Linked DNA regions of Nomascus leucogenys: region 2 is linked to region 1. The links are chromatin contacts, called in public Hi-C maps. All regions are on one chromosome and are shown on one strand. The core of a region is the stretch at or near the end of the contact, and the rest is flanking DNA. Distances in the headings are between cores, read along the strand shown. Region 1 holds the start of PIFO (protein pitchfork). Region 2 has its middle 5.8 kb from the start of CHI3L2.

Region 1 (5,666 bases), core at 1,525-4,024:
TTTACTCTCAGAAGTGTCATGGTTTGACTAACAAATTATATGGTCACTCTATTACTATCGATATTTTCTTGTGTATTTGCTTGTGCTCTGTCTGGACTCTAGAATGTAAGCCCCAAGAAATCAGGAGCCTTGTGTGATGGATTTACTGCAAAATCTATCAAACCTACAAAACTGCCTGGCATATTAGTAAAAATTCATTGAATGAGTAACTATGATTCTACGTTCTACAATGCCAGAAATCTATGAGACAATTAATTAAATCTCTGAATGGTTCCTTATTTAACTGGGATGGTTTGGATGTCATTCCTTCTTTATGTGCTTCTTTTCTTATTACGTACTTCTTTTCCTCCTATTGCTTTTTTGTTGAAGTGCACCAAAAGAGAGGAGACATACCTGGGATAGTAAGTGTCCTTTGGGTAGTTCTTAAATCGAGGCACCAAGACATTAAATGGAGCAAAATTTTGTTTGTGTTTTTCCTGCTGAGGACTTACTTTCTGGTACATGCCTGCATGAGGTGTCGTTTCCTGTTTCCAAGAAAAAGATCATTATGTTACAGAGTGATATGTATATATATACACATAAAGCCTTCCAGGTAGAAAAAACAGAATCATCCTCTTTCTGTTCATAAATCAGCTATGGTTCAGCCACCTCAAGCTACAGAAATAAGTCTTCGGTAGGTAGAAAACCGACACATGGGTGTGGTTCAGCTACCTAGTGATACATAATGTATAAGTTGTAGAAATAAATATAGGATGGGTAGAGAACCAAGGCAACTTATCACAGCCACTACCCTTAACATCTCACTCAGAGATTTTTAGAGATAGTATCTCTGCTCCTTAAGCTCAAGAGTCAGGAAAATGTCCAATAAGAGATTAGGATCCCCTACTGAACTTTACACTTGAAACCCAATCATACAAAAGGGTGGAAAAATTGGAATTTGTTTTTTAACTGACAAGATAATATAATGTATATAAACACAAGCTTCAAATGTTTAACCTCAGGCATCTCAACACTTAAAGCCCTGTGTTGGGACCATTTCTTCACTAAATTGTTTTCCACTCTCCCCAGTACACTCACACCCATATTTGCAATGTTAATGCCCAAGCTTTTCAGATAGGCTTTTTATTTTTTTTATTTTTATTTTTTTTGAGACGGAGTCTTTCTCTGTCCCCCAGGCTGGAGTGCAGTGGCGCGATCTCGGCTCACTGCAAGCTCCGCCTCCCGGGTTCACCCCATTCTCCTGCCTCAGCCTCCCGAGTAGCTGGGACTACAGGTGCCCCCCAACACGCCCGACTAATTTTTTGTATTTTTAGTAGACACGGGGTTTCACCGTGTTAGCCAGGATGGTCTCGATCTCCTGACCTCGTGATACGCCCGCCTCGGCCTCCCAAAGTGCTGGGATTACAGGCTTGAGCCAGCACGCCCGGCCTCAGATAGGCTTCTTAACAGCTTTTGCTTAAATGCCTACTTTTCTTTAATTTCAGGGCATATTCTTTTAGATCACCCCCCTCTTGCTCTCTGCCCTTTGCACGCCTGTGCAAATGCGTGCAAGAATGTGGATAACACTAAAATCCCAGCACATTACCTTCTGTATTGGCTTAAACCTCACAGCTGTTCTGGCTCCCAAAGTATATCCTTTTATACTGGTTGGGATCTTAGATAAGTCGTATGCCAAGCCATATCCCTTTGGGTGGTACATTAAAAAACAAACAAACAAACAAACAAAAAAAGAAAAAACAACACATAGTCAGAGAACATCAGGGCCATCGAAATGGAGTGAGCTTAGCATGTTCCCATCTGAACCTTCTCTGCAAGGGATTATTCTTTCTTGTCTTGACTCCTTTGAGGTCAAGACCATAGAATTACACAAGTAATACAGGTAACTTTGTAGAGGGGTGTGGCTGGATACGTAGACTATAGGACATTGCCATATATTCGAATGAATCAGTCTTCGGAGCCCCACAGAGCTGAACTTACTCTAATGCAACTGTCAGCCTAAGGTTTGGAGGAATGGGAGGGTAACTGGTATTGGCTCAGAGGCCTTTGGAAGTGAGGACGGAGTAGGGATTATATGAAGCTAGGGCTTGCGTTTAATGGAGGTGCAAGGCGGGGAGCAATAATCCTTTAATCTCTGGCATTGGCTGAAACAGCTGCTTGCAGAAGAACAGAGCGCTTTCTTATGCTGGGACTCTGAAGATCTCAAGTCCCATATAATTTTTTCTTTTACGAAACTTGGAAACTTGGCTATCCGTCAATAGCCGGGGAACGGAGGCGCATCTAAGGGGAGGTAAATACTCACATCTGATAAGTAACACCCAGGCCCTCTGTGGGGTGATCCCCTAAGAGGGACAAACTTGTTCCCAATCAAATTTGGGGGATGGAAGTGAGGAAAAAGTTTCCTCTGTTGACATGTTCCAAAAGGGTAGTTATCCGCAGCGTCTAAAATAAAGAGGAGAGGCTCCACGTGAGGGACGGCACCTGGGTCTACGTGAGCGCGTTCCGGGAGGGGAAGGTCGGGGAGACTGAGCAGAGGACAGGGCCCAACCGTGAGCTTACAAAACCTCGCCAAACTCCATGGAGGGGGGCGAAATGCACTTCCTCCCACTTCGTCTTTCCCAAATTCCCCACCCTTCCCCCTACCGGCCCTCTATTCTAGGCTTCTGGCAGCCCTCCTCACCTGCTTTGCTGTAGCACATCGCGAGCTGCTAGGGCTAGCACTTGTGTACTGCGTTGCCAAGGAAACGAAGGCTAGTCCCGTGATTCCCAGCTGCGGAGTGCGGGGATGGGGAGAGGGCCCGAGCGCGCCTGCGCGGCAAGTTGCGGCGTCCACCGAGCCATTACTGGGGCAGGAACCCGCACCTTGGAGCCCAAAGCCCAGGAGATTGTAAACTCAGTAGCTGGGCTGCCGGTAGAGGGTTTCCTGGATTCGTGGCTGTAGGGGCTGCAGGGTTGACGGGGCGGCAAATAGCTTTGGAAGCTGGGCCAAGAGGAATGCGCTGTTGCAGAGGGAAGGACAGTGGGGTTCTGAACGTCCCGAAGTCCAGGCCACCAGCAAGTAAAGTGAAGGTAGAAAGGCAGCCGCTGCAGCGTACCGGGGTGGACTCCCTGGGTAACACCCCAGCAGAGGAGTAGGGGGCAGAGTTGAGCTGACAGCTAGTTCCATATTAGGCTCTTAGACCATTTTTCCTTTTCCTCAAGCCCCTCCAATCAGGTTGCCCATTCTATCCCAGGGGGCCGGGGGAGGGGGCGCGAGGTTTTAAAAGAACTGGAGGCCTTGCGTGGACCGTAGAATGCCACGGAATCAGAGAAGACTAATAGTTTTTTTTCACAAGTTGGGGCAGTCAAATTTCTAAGCCCCAGTTTTCTCATCTCTAAATTGGGAATAAAAATTCCTCTATATAGGGTTGTTGAGAGGATCAAGATGACAGGATTAAAACAGTTCAGAACGTGGTACTTGGTGGGTGACATACAACAGGTTATTATCACTGAAAATAATAACTGAAGAAAAAAAGATCAGAGTGTGTTTTGTCTTTTTTGCCTTTGCCATGGATATTAATACTAGCTTGTTTTCACTAGATTTTTAGGATGGCTTTAGGAGTTGTCCGGGTGTTAGAGGTAACAGAACACCAAGGGTGACTGGTCCATACTTTGACCCTTTACAGGTGTTGACCCTGGAATCTACACATAATCCGCGTTAGCACGGCCTTCAGGGATGATTTTTATAGATCTAAGGTAGACTTTCCTAAAAGGGTGACAGTGACTCCCAGAGGGTGTTTTGGAAATTTGTGGAAGAATTTTTCCTTGTTAAAAATTGTTGGGGTGTTGTTCCTGGCCAACAGGCTAGGGAGGCTAGACATCCTACACTGCATTGCCCAGGCATACAGTGAATTTTCCCATGTCCCACATGACATTCAAATATGTCCTGTTGGACTCTACAAAAATAATTAGTAGTAGTCATATATATTAACATTGTGAAGACATTTATAGGAAATAATGCAGAAAGCCCAGTAATATAGAAGGTTGTTATGATGAGCTAAGCTTAAATGGAATAAAGACTGAAAATTATTGTATAATTTACGCCAAGCATTTTGTCTACTTAAAATACAGTTGCAATAATACTGATAATAAATAAAATGTAAAGAAATGCAATCACCCATTACTTAGTGATGAGGATGTTTTCTAAGAAGTGTGTCATTAGGCGACTTTGTTGTGAGAATGTCATAGACTATACTTAACACAGACCTAGATGGTATAGCCTACTACACAACTAGGCTTATAGTACGGCCTGTTACTCCTAGGCTACAAACCAGTACAGCACATTACCGTATTGAATACTGTAGACAATTGTAACATGATATTAAGTATTTGTGTATCTAAACTTACCTAAACATAGAAAAGGAACAGTAAAACTATGGTTTAAAATTAAAAATGGTACACCTATATAGGGCTGCTCCATTGTAATTTTAGGGAGCCACCACTGTATATACACTTCATCATTGATCAAAATGTCTTCATGCGGTGTATGACTGTATTGGTATGGATTTGATGATTTTTACTTTCATTAATAATTTAGGTAATATTAACGTTTGTAGGTATTAATGTGCTTTTTGAAAATAATGTTTACATTATTTGTGACATGAAACATATTTCGCAAAGTGTCTTGAAAATGTGGTAATCCATTCTTACTTTGGTAGACTGGTTTGCTTCAGACTAATTCTCCAGCTGAGAACAGGTGAATTGAATAAGTAAAATATATATGTTTGAAGATATCAAAGATATATCCAGAAAGAAAGAACATTCAGAGCCAAAATCTCAGCGAGAAGAGAAGCCCAAAGTGGTGAGTTCAACCTTGGTGCTGCTGTTCCATTGGAACGCTTGCTAAATAAAAAGCTGGCTGAGAAGCAGAAGATTTGAGCAGAACTTTGGTTAGACAGCCTCTGAGAACTTAGAAACAAGATTTAGGTTGGCCATGGAGAAGGGGAGACTGGAAAACACAGTTTGAAGTTTAAGTCGGAACTTCAAAGAGATAAACCCTAGGAATAAGGGTAAACCATAAATAGACCAGCTGTCAAAAAACCCTGAAGTTCAGCTTTGCACCAATTCAGTTCCTAGTTGCATTAAAGTGATCTACTGCTATCCTTATTGCATGTAATAAACAAAAGTAAGTATTTTCTGAAGATATCATCCAGAGACTCAACTAATTTTTACAATCTTTTTCATGCAAAATGTTTGGCATTTGATATAAAACAAGAGCTTATAATAAAAGAGAGTAGAAACAGACCCACAGAAAAATCCAGATATCGGAGTCATCAAACATGGACTTTAAAATAACCATACTTGGTTTGAGATTTTGGAGAAAGCAACAGGACTGCAAGGTGAACATAGGGAAGCCAAAGAAAGCAAGGAAATAACATAAAGCAAATGCTTGACTTCTTAGGTAAGAGGCTAAAAGAAAAAGATCAGACTCTAAAAACAAAGTCAATAAAGATCCCAGTATACCCAAGGAAAGAGAAATTTCCCATCAATCTCTGTTCATATTACCAATGTGATCAACGTAACTTAACTGGGCCCATCTACATCCTGATTGATGCAAAATTTATCAACTTTTCAGTAAAGCCAGACCGAACATCGTATAGTCAAAGACAGACTGTCTATGTGTCATGTGT
Region 2 (5,002 bases), core at 1,436-3,935, 110 kb after region 1:
AATAGAGGCTATCAATTTATACGCAATTTTAAATTACTACATCCCCCATTGATGGATATTTCAGTTGTTTTCAAATTTCACAGTCACAGATAATTCTGCAATGAGATGATTTTGTATAAAAGACATCCATTTACTATTTTTATACTACTTTTCAAATTGTGCTTCAGCGTGTACTCCTTCCAACTACATATGAAGCATGCTTATTACCCCCATTCTAGTAAACAATAAATAATGGGTATTATCAGTCTATCTTTTATATTAAAATTATGCCTTCTTATTTTAATTTACATTAAAACTAAAGGTTGGACAACTTTTTAATGTATATATTTATTGGCCAATACTTTTTCTCCTTCTCTGAGTTGCCTGGCCATATCTATTGGATTCTCCATCTCTTTGGTATGGCTTTTTAGGAATTCTCTCTGTATTATATAAATTAATCCATTATCATATTTATTGTATTTTTTCACTTTTTACTTCCTATTGTGTTTATATTGTTTTCATTATATAATTAAAAAATATTTTTATGCCTGCCAATCTTCATTTACAGCTTTTGCATCTAGCTCAGGAAAGAGATATGTAAGAGGCAGAATAAAGGAGCAGAGAATTAAATACAAACACCACAGTCGTACAGAAAGAACGGAGGACTGCTGAGAATAGAAAGGCCACACTGCCCTGGTAGGGACCTGGCTGGCTTCCTCCTGAAAGCAAGCTTTGAGAAGGGATTAGAAGGAGGATCCGGGCATTGCCAGGAGGAGAAGAATAGGAAACACACAAGGAGACCAGTCTTAGTGAAGTCTCAGAGTTGGACTCTGTAACTCTGTGGCAGACGTGGGAACAAGGGTGACTTAATGAGAGTGTAGGTGTGTCATGGGAACTGAGATCACCAGTGGGGTGGAAGCATGAGGATGTCCATTTCTTGGCATATAAGGCCAGATTTAAATGCCACTTTCGATTCACCTTGATTTACAGGGGTCTGTGAAGGCAGGATCTAGCTCTGTTCCAAACCCCAGGGAGAACTTGAATCCCTAAAGATGGGAAAGTCTATACTTATTAACCCAAGGTTAGGTTAAAAATATGCCTTGGGGACTTGCTTGAGGAGAAATTCAGAACCCATTTCTGCCACAGGGAGGAAATAACAATGAAGGGTGGCCTTCTATTAGTCAGTGATGAGGCAGAGGCACTGTCACCGTCCAGATACGAGCCTGTGTCCAGGGCCTGCAGCACTTCTGACCCACCCCAAGCCTGGACTCTCGAGGGAGCCTCCGCAGCAGAGGCATGGGGAAGGGGCGCCCTCTGGTGGTTGTTGGTAGGCAGCTCAACACCTAGCTGGCCCTGGGCAGGTGTCCTGGGAATGTCCTACCTCCCCTAGCTTCTCAGTCTGTTCTTGGCCCTGGGATTGTCTCAGAAAGGTTGGAAGGATGAGTGGGGACAGAGGGATGATGTCATAACCTTGTTCACTGCAGAAATAAGTATGACACAAAAAAGAGAATGCAGAGGGAGAACACCAGGGAAGATCAAAGGGAAAAATGAAAATAAAAATAAAGGAAGGAGAAATGCTCTGTTCTAAATATAGCAAAGTGGATTTTTCTTGTTTGCCCTAACATGCTTGCATTCCTGAAGCTTGGCACTGTCCCATCTTGCTTTCTGGGGCCGGATTCAGGCCTAAAACTGGTGTAACAGAAAGGGACTTCTGTTAATGTGCTTCAAGGTTGAGGAAGAGCAGGCTCTTTCAGCATATCTCAGCATGGGACACACGGGCCACACTTGCCCAGTGTGGCCATCAATAAGGGAGGACTCTGGAGGGAGGTTTAAAGACGCCAAGTGCTCACTGGGACGGGGCGTGGGGGAGAAGAGGTAGCAGGTTCAGAGAGAGGCATGTGCTCGCTGGGGAGAGCAGTGGGTCTGTGAGGCACCCAGAGAGCCTAAATAGAAAGACCTGGGCCCAGTGCAGAACCAGGGAGGAAGAAAACAAACTGCAGCAGCCACCTCAATACTCACATTATCTGAGACCCTTTTTGTGTGAGATGTTATGAGCCATCCCAAACTACAAATCTCTTGTACATTCTCCTGGACTTTGTGTGCCTGCGACTGGACTGTTACGAAGTTGTTTGATAATGGACTATAAATGTTATTTCTTCCACTAAGTGGAACATGAGATCAAGACTCTTTCTTGCTACCCACCACATCTTTATGACCTGTGCTTCAAACAAAATAAGACGGCAGTAAGTCACTGTTAGGTGAAAAAGTATAAGAATAAATGAATGAATCACTCATCTGTACACTTCCAGTTTCCCCCCACACACACACACAGCAGGTCCGTCACTGGTAGTCCCTTGCTGCTAAGTGAATGAGTGACCTCTTGGGAGCCCAACTTTGGTGGTTGCTAGGTTGGCTATGAGCTGGAAGATGTCGCATAAATGTTTGCCTGCATTGAACCACTGGTGGGAACTTTGCTCAAATGCAGGATGTGGTCTGAGAGTTTCTCTTCTTCCTATTTTTGAGGGTGGGGGATGGGCATTGAAATTGCCTCTGATTTGCTGGTGGGGTCTGAGCCGTGCTGCCAGATCTGCAGAACTGAGAGCTGGGGGAGGAAGGAGGAAAAAGAGGAGATAAGCAGGAGCCAGCAATGAGAATGAAGCTGCTCACAGAGATTCATGCTGTAGAAGACAGGCCAGGACCCTGGAGGGCATCTGAGATCATCACTCATTGCCCTCAGGCCTGCCCCAACTCTCATAAGACAGAGGCAAAGGACTTTATAAAATGGGGATAATGAGATTACCTCCCTGGGAGGTTGTTTGAGGGAATGAAACTTGATAATGCAAGTGAAGCACTTAGCATATTACCTGGCTTAGAGTGTATACTCAATAAACATAATCTGATCTCATGTCCCAGTAATTCATCTTCATTTCAACTTTCTGTCACATTGATAAAGAAGAGAGGTTGGCCACGTGCAGTGGCTCATGCCTGTAATCCCAGCACTTTGGGAGGCTGAGGTGGGATCACTTGAGGTCAGGAATTCAAGACCAGCCTAGCCAACATGGTGAAATCCCATCTCTACTAAAAATACAAAAATCAGCTGGGCATAGAGGGCACCTGTAAGCTCAGCTATTCAGGAGGCTGAAGCATGAGAATTACTTGAACTCAGGAGGCAGAGACTCCAGTGAGCCAAGACTGTGCAATTGCACTCCAGTCTGGGCAACAGAGCAAGACTACATCTAAAAACAAACAAACAAAAAAAATGGAGGTAAAAAGTGTTGAGAAGCTGAAGCCTGTGGTATCCGGATGACTCTTCTGTGGAGTCATCATCCCCTGCCTGACCTGACCTTTCCCTGTCTGCAGGGAAACGGGACTGGACTGTAGCTGCCAAAGCCCATGGTCATGGTCATTCCCTGTGTCATGAGTTGGGCCCCCTAGAAGCAGGTGTGGAATTGAAGTGTGGGCACAAGCTGTTAATTAGAAATTATCTGTTATGAAAGGAAAGAGGGAGCAAGATTGGGTAGAGGAAGAGGCTGAGTTTGGATGCAGCTCCGACAAAGCTTCAGCCAACCTAGCCGGGAGATCCAGAGCAAGTGACGTACATCAGAGTTGTCTCACTTCAGACTAAAATGCCTAGGTCTTTATACGCCCTCCTCATTCAGCCACAAGTGATGGGCTTCCCTGGTAAGTCATGACCTTGGGCAAAGGGATCCTTTGCCTTATCTGCATCTGAGGCAGACCCTGAAACCACTGGCAGCAGGGTGTTTTCTGCTAACTGAACCCCACAGTGGGCAGCCAGTCTCTAGAATAAGCGCTTCTTGAGAAGACAGGCCTTTTACCTGTGCCCCTTGTGGCCTGGCACACCAAGGCAGATGCTTATTGCTCCAATTATTGATTAAATAATCCAATTTGCTTGAGTGTTGCTGTTCATGGCATGGTTTCACAGACATGGTCTCATATTGCAGGCTGCATGGTGGTGAGAGGGCCTTTGGGCAAATTGGAAGCGGGAGTCAAAGCAGGGACAATCAGAAAGCTCATCCACTGGCTCATGATGGAGCTAGGGGGTCTTGATCTTTCCAAATGATCTGATACACTTGGGATGGAAAACCTCTTTCCACTTTATCTGAATGTGGGTATGGGGAGGGCTTGGAGGGGGCTTGGTTGAAGAAGTCAGCATCCCAAGTGCTGGAAGACATAACTGAAGAGGAGGAGACAACTGAGGAGGAGGCAGTGCTCAGAGCAGCTAAGCCAGGGAAGAGATGACCTGGCTTGAGAGTGAAAGCACAGCCCGAGGATGCAAAGCACCAGGCCTCTCCTCCTAGGTCTAACAAAAGCTTTGTCTTGGGCAAATTCCTCCTCACCCACCCACCCCGAGTTTCAGTTCCTCTACCTCCTCTATGCACACTAACTCATCTTCACAGCCACTTCACACATCTAATAAGTATTTGTGGCCTCCTCCAGCAATGACTGAGTAACTCTCACACAATAAACTAGAATATGATATAAAATATACAAAATGATTGTTTTCAGACATTGGGCAATATGCAATGCAGGGCTGTGAAAACAAATGAGGTGAGCCCTCCCACAACTCCAGCTTTGTGCCTTGTGCAGACTGCAACACAAGAAGGGGGGCCTACAGAGAGCATGCAGGTCCCACTGAGGCAAAGAATGGAGTTTGAAGAGGCTGAGAGGCTTGGAAACTTCACAATAGAATGCCAGAGATAAGGGAGTAGTATAGAAAAAGAGCTTCAGAAAACTGCATGGGGTTCTTTCAGATCTGTGGCTGAATACAAAGCTCTCATACAGGGGGTGAGACTATGGCAGAATGGGCAAAAACAACAACAACAAAAAGTACCAAGGAAATAAGCACCACCAGAGATCTGGAAGCTGAACAATCACTAGAGCTTGCACTGGGCTGGGAGACATTTGATAAGACCGGCTAGAGTGGAAATTCCTTCTTGAGCAGCTGGGAATTTAATAGAAACCTCAGAAGCGTCAAACTTTAGTTAAGGGCCTCACTAGCCCC

What was found. Hi-C and Micro-C count contacts between places; a contact is called where the count stands out from the background.
Region 2: a contact with region 1 is called in a Hi-C map of an unstated tissue, with 2.1 times the contacts expected there. The contact joins the enhancer-like site here to the promoter of PIFO in region 1. A contact is called at or near these places in 3 of 4 Hi-C or Micro-C datasets (a lymphoblastoid cell line and an unstated tissue).

Annotation. Positions count from the first base shown.
Region 1 is chr12:64,606,649-64,612,314 of Asia_NLE_v1, forward strand. PIFO (protein pitchfork) reads right to left here and starts at 2,775. Exons shown (of 6, transcript XM_003267963.3): 1 at 2,678-2,775; 2 at 2,300-2,439; 3 at 1,586-1,684; 4 at 394-524. The coding sequence starts at 2,696.
Region 2 is chr12:64,718,921-64,723,922 of Asia_NLE_v1, forward strand. No RefSeq gene overlaps it. Among named protein-coding and RNA genes, the nearest start is that of CHI3L2, 5.8 kb to the left of the region's middle. Within about 2 kb of position 2,686, the one cell type or tissue checked has an H3K27ac peak away from gene starts, as active enhancers do. A contact at or near this core is called in a lymphoblastoid cell line, where this site is marked.